2 separate regions of the Triticum aestivum genome follow, and region 2 is linked to region 1. A link is a contact called in public Hi-C data. All regions are on one chromosome and are shown on one strand. Each heading gives the region's core, a stretch centred on a gene start, on an enhancer-like site or on the middle of the called end of the contact. The rest is flanking DNA. Distances are from core to core; before and after follow the strand shown.

The links. A called contact is a pair of places that touch in the nucleus more often than the background predicts.
Region 2: a contact with region 1 is called in a Hi-C map of leaf, with 2.1 times the contacts expected there. The contact joins the promoter of LOC123046481 here to the promoter of LOC123046478 in region 1. A contact is called at or near these places in 2 of 5 Hi-C or Micro-C datasets (both in leaf).

What each region holds. Positions count from the first base shown.
Region 1 is chr2B:646,807,348-646,811,624 of IWGSC CS RefSeq v2.1, forward strand. It overlaps LOC123046478 (vacuolar-sorting receptor 7), which reads right to left and starts at 1,891. Exons shown (of 7, transcript XM_044469858.1): 1 at 629-1,891; 2 at 447-530; 3 at 251-327; 4 at 1-168. The coding sequence starts at 1,811. It overlaps LOC123046480, which reads right to left. Exons shown (of 2, transcript XM_044469860.1): 2 at 3,125-3,439. The coding sequence ends at 3,294.
Region 2 is chr2B:647,020,689-647,024,965 of IWGSC CS RefSeq v2.1, forward strand. LOC123046481 (protein ECERIFERUM 26-like) reads right to left here and starts at 2,257. Exons shown (of 2, transcript XM_044469861.1): 1 at 1,615-2,257. The coding sequence starts at 2,079.

The DNA of each region.
Region 1 (4,277 bases), core at 641-3,140:
CCCCTTGCAGGCGGAGAAGGTCTTGCCGTGCCTCGTCTCCTTCCAGCACCCGCCGTTGTTGGCGGCGCACCGGCCGGGGCCGACGGGCTTGCACTCCTTGTACCCGTTGCCCTCGTACTGGACGCCGTCCACCGCCGGGCACTCGCACACCCTTCCCCTGTACGTGTCCTGCAGTATACAACGTGTTCGAAATCGTACTCCTTGTTGTTTCATCTGTCTGAACTATGAATGTCGGATTGGAAGATACTACCTTGCAGGCGGTGATGTTAGTCTTTTCATCGCGCCAACAGCCGCCATTGTTGTGCAGGCACTCGTCCGTCTCCATATCTGCAAGTAAATCGTAGAGATTGCGAATTTGTGATCGATTTAGCAGTGAACAGAAACAGTGAAATGAAGCGATCCACGATCAGGAAAACAGCAAGTGTGATGAGGTTGTAAATGCAAACCTTGTGTCATGCAGACACGCGGCTCCGTGGTCTCCTTGAAACCGGCGCAGATCGCCTTGAGGACGGCCGTGCTCTCCAGCTTCCCTGCAAAACAGAAACGAAACCACGATCAGTTCCTTTCAGACAAATTCAGCAATCGTGTTGAAATCAGGAGAAGCCACCAAGCTCGATCGTATTCGCACCCCGGTACTGCACGTTGTTGATGACGAGCGTGGGCAGGATGGTGACGTCGCCGCGGTTGCCCTGCCCGACCTGGACGATCTGCTCCGTCCGGAGCACGTCGTTGTCGGCGTCGGCGTCGGGGTCGCCCATGCACTTGTCGATCAGCTCCGCCGGCAGGCCCAGCGACGCCACCACCTCCTCGGCGCACCCGCGGGAGTACTTCTTCTCCCGCATGGAGCACCGCACGCGGTAGTCGGCCACGAAGTCCCACCACGCCCACGACGCGTTCCGGGCGTTGGCCACCCGGTGCACGCACAGCTGCCGGAGGTTCTCCAGCACCACGTCCCGGCCCTGGTAGCCGGCGCCCAGGTCCCCCTCCGGGTCCGGCGCGCAATAGCGGCCGCGGTTGATGCACTGCGACGCGCACTGCCGCGTGCCGCGGTACTCGTCGGGGCAGAACCAGGTGATGTAGTGCGGCGTGAAGAGCGCGTCGCCGGCTTTCTCCAGCAGCTGCGCGTGGCCCCGGAACGCCGCCACGAACGCTGCCTGCTCGTCGCACCGCGGCCCGCACTCGTCGTTGCTGTTGGTCCAGAACTCGTACTCCACCCGCGCGTCCGGGTTCGGCATCGACTCGCGCCAGTCGAGCCGGACCACCACCTCGGCGGCGGAGGAGTCGCCGGACGCCGCGGCGCGGAGGGCGTCGCCGAAGGGCTTGGAGACGAGCGCGGAGGGGGCGGTGATGTTGGCCAGGAAGGCCATGTCGGGGGTCTCCTCCTCCGGGGTGTCCATGGTCAGCAGCGGCTCGTCCACGCTGTCGGCGACCAGCACCGCCGCCACGCCCGCCTGCTGCGCGTTCCACGTCTTGAGCGCGAAGTAGCAGCCGCCGCGGTCCACCAGGAGCACCACCGGCCGGCCGGACCGCGACTTGAACGCCGTCGCCCCGAACGGCTTGCACCCGTTGGCCTGCTTCGCGTCCGCCGGGTACAGCACCACGCCGGTCAGCATGCCGCCGTAGTCCGGGACGCCGTAGTTGGCGATCGCGGCCTCGTGGCGGCCCCGGAGCCAGTGCGGCGACAGCACCTTGATGCTGTTCTTCTCCACCACGAACCGGGCCGACGCCACGCTCGCCGTGGCCACCACGACGAGCCACAGCGCCGCCGCGAGCCTACCCCTCTTCGCATGCCCGTGGAGCGCCATCGCCATGCCTCTCGGTCCGGTCTAAGTCTAACTCTGCTTCCTCCTCGTTCTTGTAGAAAATTTCGTGGCTGGGTTGGTTAAAACGGGAGACCACGTAGTGGAGACGACATGGAAGTTTGCCAGGGAGGAGACTCGTCAGATTACGAGTTTTTCATAGGAAAATTGTACTGGGAGAATAAAAACATTTTGGGGGACGGGAATTGGTCCGTAGACTGCAAATTGGAGTCTAAAAATTCAAAGATTGAATTTTTCTTCGTTATGTCGCTATACAAGATGATGTAACAACTTTGTAATTTTGCATTGACCAGCTGCGAGTCTGCTAAAAAGTTCTTTTTTTCTAGGAAATGAGCACTATATGATATACTCAGATGTGACATTGCTTGCTTCGCACAGCAACACACCGTGACGTGATAATTAGGCTCTGACCAATTCCATTCTTTTGGCGATCCATGCCCCTTCTCCATGAGAGTCGTGACACATGGTTGGGGTCAGTCGTTGCCATTGGGGATGCCCTAACCAACCAGCTCAAGGTTGGGGTCAGTCAGCGGGTGAGGGCAATCATGGCAACTGGCCTTGTGGGATACATCAGGTAGACGTGCCAAGAACAACTCAACCCTATTTCCTACTCCTACTACTACACATCAGATCCGATCCGTTTAATTCAAACAAATAACACAACAACCCAAGCCATGATAATTAAATGGCGTTCTGGTGGCTGCTTAATAAGGCCACTAATTGATGCTTACATGAGAGATCATATTCGAGCACATCATCTGACATGACAAAAAACTATGAAGAACTGAGTTCATGAAAGGTTCAAATAGGTTACGCAAAATTCAGTGTCAGTGTGTTTGGATAATATTCTTCCAGTCTGGATACAAGTCAACTGGTGTTATTTTGTTTCTAGCATAATCTGTTGTGCACATGAGTAGATGATGGTGAATTGGATTCATTCATTCCAGGATCTGCATCACACAGTTTCCATATGCTACCTAACAGAACATGCTCTCATGAGAATCCGAAATTCTTTATGATCCGCAGGCATGTGACAAGGCTGGAACTAGAGCCGCTTCGAGATAAGTCATGCAACATGAGAGACGAATGGTAAGAACTCTTACAGAGATATGACAAGATACTATTGCATTAACAATTGCAATATACCTCTCCGTCCCATAATATAAGCTAAAACTGCTGGCATCCCATAATATAAGCTAAAACTGCTGGCAAAACGATCTTACATTATGGGATGGAGGGAGTAGTTCACAATGGCGTACCTCGTAATCAGGTGAGCTCAAGTTTAGAGAAGGGGGAAAAACAGATGAACATGGCGACACTATTTTCGTTTGGGGTGCTCATTGAGATATTTTTCAGTACATTGTTGACCACCCTAGGATTAACACTTGGGTTCACAAGCAGAATTACCGTTACATGCGTTGTTCAAACTAACGAAACAAGATTGCATGATACATAACACAGCAGCTCGCACATCTAGTAACTCTTCTTCCCAGAATTTCCCTTCTTCCTAGCTTTTCTCTTGTCTTTCTTGATCTTCAAGTGAAGCTGTACCTTCTTCTTGCTAATGGTGCCCATTGGCTTCAGAAAGGATGTCGACTTCTTGCTTCCTCCATCAACCTCTGTATACATGAGAGAGAGGGCATGACTCAACAAAAACATAGAAGGGTGACGTAGAACTAAATTAAAGAACCTAATAGGCTGGCACAACCCAGATTGAGTTATCTCTCTAACATTGATTGAAGCACAACCCAGAAGCCAACAATTTCTCAAGAGAAGATACAAGCAATGGCATATTTACTCTAGAAGTTACAGCCTGAAGCAACAAACTGAAGCTATGCGATGCACTAGGTGAGACAAACTGGCGTAATTCAAACAAACAATAAAACTCTATTGCTCACCCAATCCAGACATCAGAAAGCAACTCAAACACACGTAAGCAATATAAGCAGCTAAGATGCAAGTTGGGGCCAAAACCTTCAGTTAAAAGGAGCAATTCAGATATTGCCCAGTAATTTGGGAGGGCCAAGGCTTGATAAAACCACTGGCCGCAAATCATTTTCAAATCATGCATTAACCAGACAACTCTACTGTAGTACACTCCAAAGACAGTTCAAACCAAACATCAAGACAGCCCCCATAGGCCTTTTCGACCATCTTCAGAAGAAAAGGACCGAACTAAGCAGCTAACTCTTGTCACTTAGACAAACTCTACAGTTCAGACGAAGTTGGTAGATGCAGCTCCTGACAGGCAATCTGCGGATGCACCAAACCTTCACCGTAATCACCGCAGGGTCACAGCTGAAAGCTTACTACGAGCTATTTCCCTCTGTCTATTACTACCTGACGAATTGAGTCACTTTATGTACTAACAAATAATTCGAGCGCGAATTCAGGCCCGATGAAGTAATGTTCTCAGCAACACCGAGCACCCCGTGGTAAACTGGCAAGGAAAGAGGG
Region 2 (4,277 bases), core at 1,007-3,506, 210 kb after region 1:
CACACGCATCCTTAAATGATCGTCTTCAGTCCGAGTGTTGGGTCGTCTTCAGTGCGAGTGTTCGCTCTTCTACCTACTTGGGTTCACTGTTGTCAAATGAACGCACGCATGGCTAGCTTAGGCGATTCACTGGTGAAGTTCAGGGATACAGCGTATTACTGAACTTCAAGCACCGAGAGAGTATCCAGTGGAAACCAAGTTACAATGAAAACTAGGTGGGAAGTGGGAACTGGGTTTGAAAATTTTCAAAAATTGTCAAAAAAAAAACAATACAGTATATTAAGAGGGTGATGTTCTATTATTAGCATGTGAAATTCAAGTTTAGACACAAAATCAATTATGAGGTACTAAAAAAGAAAACCAATTCGGCGATAGATAGCGACTTTTACTGTTTGGCACTAGTACTACTCATTGCCGAATTTGCAAAAAAATTTCCATACCTCATAAATTAATTTGTGTTTGAACTTCGAATTTTATATGTCAACAGAGAGCCATCTCTTCAACATACTCTATTATTTTCAGAAATTATTGAAACTTCCTTTTGTCCAGGATAAACTTCTATTTGCGATGTCAATGGAGTACATGGTTTTCACCGGATATTCTCTAGCACCAATACCGGTAGTAGGATCAAATTCAGCTGGATCTTCCTTTTGTCGAGTTCGATGTATGATAAGATTGATGTTTTGATTGGAATTCAATTCAAGAGATGTTGGCAGCTGAGATGTGGTACGAGTAGTAATCTCGGATGGAAAGGAAAACTGAATTACAGTACGTACGTAGTACACAAGTTGCACTGACACCGGTTCTTTGTCTCAGCAGAGGCAGACGTGGTGCAGTTAATACTAGTAGCGACGATGCCAATTGGCAGGCCCCGGTACGGGCGCAATGAATGATGTATTGTAGTAGTAAAATGCACATGATCTGCACAGTGGAACACCACTTACTTTTTCACCTTCCACACATGCCAAAATTTTCTCGTCTAGTGTATCATCATCAGTTGATTCAGCAGTGCATCACCATATTGGAACAAGATTTTGCTGGATGGAATTCTGATCATGCACATCGGTGGGGGTGGGATGCCCTATCCTACCGCTGAAACCGCCTCACCTGCTTCGCATGATCCCTGTACATCGTACTACTACACTCTACTAGCGATTTAAGAAGAGCGGGGACGAAACGCCCCTTCAGTCCCCACGAACTAGAAATGCCGGATGCCGGATGCAGCAGCAATCAAGTAATCAGTTTGCTCCCAGTCCAAGCAACATCAGCCGGGCGCACTAATGGCTTCCGATTTTGAGGTCCATACCCAGTTCTAGCATAATTTTTTGATGGTTACACCTACAGCTGCGAACCACACCGAAAGCTACATCTTGATGATCATCTAATCCTTATCCCGCGTCAAGAACCGGTCGCGCCAAGCCAGAACAGATCGATCTCTGGTAAAAGTAGTAAAATCCTTATCTACAATGTCAACAATCCTCGCAAGCAACTCCCGGTTGAAGATTCAACTGGCCGAGTAGTTGTTTAATCGAATAAGTGGTACTACTATTCATTTCATTATCGGGGTATGATTGGATTGGAGGCGAGAATGAGAATGGTCGACGGTCTGTTTACCTGGACGTAGAGCAGCGGGGAGAAGAAGAGCTCCGGGCCGAGCACCTTGTCGTAGCAGAGCTGGCGGACGCGGTCGACGGCGTCGTCGCGGAGCCACTCGTCCAGCGCGCGCTCGCACTGGGCCTCCACGATGCGGACGCCGCAGTCGTTGCACTTGACGTAGGGCCGACGTGAGGCCTCCTGCTCGCCGGTGGCGTCGTCGGCGGGGCGGCGGACGCGACCGGCCACGGGGTAGTAGGCGTCGAGCCAGGGGAACATGGGGTCCTTGAGCACCTTGGTGGTCACCCCGCGCACCACCTCCCCCGCCGCGTAGTAGTACACCCCGCGCAGGTAGTGCAGCCGGAACGCCAGGTCCGCGTCCCCCAGCTCGTACCCCTCCACCTCCGTCACCGAGCTCGGCACCACCGTCGACAGCCGGTGCCCGTGCACCGCCTCCGCCGCCGTCTTTTCCCCCTCGAGCCCCATGCCGATCGCGCCGCGCAACAGCTGAGTATACGTGCAAGCTCGCGACTGCTTGGGCTAGGCTAAGCTGAGCTCGCTCGCTGTGTGAGTGCACAGCCTCGGTTTGTTGGTGGGACGCGTGTAGGGGTGGCGTATATATCCGGCCCGAGATGGGGGGGTGGACGGAAGCCGGCACACGGCAGTTCGCCGGTAACCGGTTGGGGTTTAAATACGGGCGCGGGCGGGGTTGGTTGGGGAGGTGAGCAACGGACGGACGGATGGGTTCGACTCGACGGCTCCGACCCGCGCGCTGACAGGGTGACGAGGCGCGAGCCGCCGTGCAGCGGTGCACGGTTGCCGGGCGCCGCCGGTGAATTGATGGCTGGCTCGCCGGACAGGACGCCCCGCGCCGTGCGCACACTGTTTTGCGTGGCTGTGTTCTCTGGATGTCGGATCTCATGGTCCTCGCCGTGTGATCTGTACAAGGATGGCGGAGGAATGTAGTACGCCAGTGGGATTGGATCTGAGGGACATCGGATTCGGTTCCACGCGCGGTGGCGCCGACGAACAGTGCGTGGCCGCTGCAACAGTGGTGGTGCCGGCGACGGCGTCTCCTCTTGGGTGGGCGCCGTATGTAGGTGGTGGGACTGGACTTCACCTACGCGACAGGCGGAGGCGTGCGACGACGGTGGACGTGGTAGCAGCACGAGCCGTGGACACTGTTGAAGGTCACGTGAAGCGGTGAAGGCATAGCCCCGTATGGTGTGTAACTGTGTGCAGCTGAGATCTGTACCAAGGTAGTACTAGTGCTACACGGAACGGGTACGAGTAAAGTTCAACGTGACCCTACAAAAGCGACAGTCCTATGGGGCGGTGCCAAGAAACCTTTTTTAACAAAAGTCATAGTCTGCTTGCGAACTCATTTGAACTCATGATGAACAGTAAACTCTGAAAAAAGTAAAAGCATTTAAAAAATTCTGATTTTTTTTGTGCAAACATTGACAAAAATCTGAATGCTTACAAAATTTCATCATGAAATGACGTTCATATAAGCCGTGGCAAAAAAGTCAAAATCAGCACTCTAAAATGTTTTTAAAAATAATACTTTTGAAGCATCAATTTTGTATTTTTTTTTCTATGACTTCCATGAAACGTTACTTCACTGAAAAAGCCGAATCTTGTCCATGAATCTTAAACCCTATATCATATATACCTAAATAGTTCATTCGAAATACCACATGCCACTTTATCAAAGGCCCACCATAACATGCCTGAGAAAAAGTTTTTCATTTTTGGTTGAACCCATGCACATATCCCACCTCGCCACACATGCCATCTCATCACAGGTCCACTCGACATGCATGGGAAAAGTTTTTCACTATATGATGACACTATATTAAAAAGAAATTGACCACAGAATAATCGTATGTAGTCCTCCGTAAACTAATATAAGAGTGTTTAGATCATTATTTTAGTTATCTAAACGCTCTTATATTAGTTTACAGAAGAAGTAATATATAATATTTATTTTTAGTTTTAGTTCATGTATTATTAATTCTACTATGAATGTTGCATACCATCAAATCACTAAAATTGATTGCAATTTCCCATAGCAACGCGCAACGGTATTTCTAGTAAAGTACTCCCTGTTGGGGAACGTTGCAGAAAATTAAAAAATTTCCTACGGTTTCACCAAGATCCATCTATGAGTTCATCTAAGCAACGAGTCATGGGAGAGAGATTGCATCTACATACCACTTTGTAGATCGCATGCGGAAGCGTTCAAGAGAACGGTGATGATGGAGTCGTACTCGCCGTGATTCAAATCACCGATGACCAAGTGCCGAACGGACAGCACCTCCGCGTTCAACACACGTACGGAGCGGATGACGTCTCCTCCTTCTTGATCCAGCAAGGGGGAAGGAGAGGTTGAGGAAGAAGACTCCAGCAGCAGCACGACGGCGTGGTGATGGTGGAGAGGCAGTACTCCGACAGGGCTTCGCCAAGCACCTAACGGATGAGGAGAGGTGTTGGGGAGGGGAGGGGTTGCGCCTTGGATCAGGTGTTCAGCCCTCCCCTCGCCCCTCTATTTATAGGGGAAGGGGGAAGGGGGCCGTCCCCCTCTAGATGAGATCTAGAGGGGGGCGGCGGCCAGGGAGGGGGGCTTGCCCCCCAAGCAAGGGGGGCGCCCCCACTAGGGTTCCCCCCCCCAACCCTAGGCG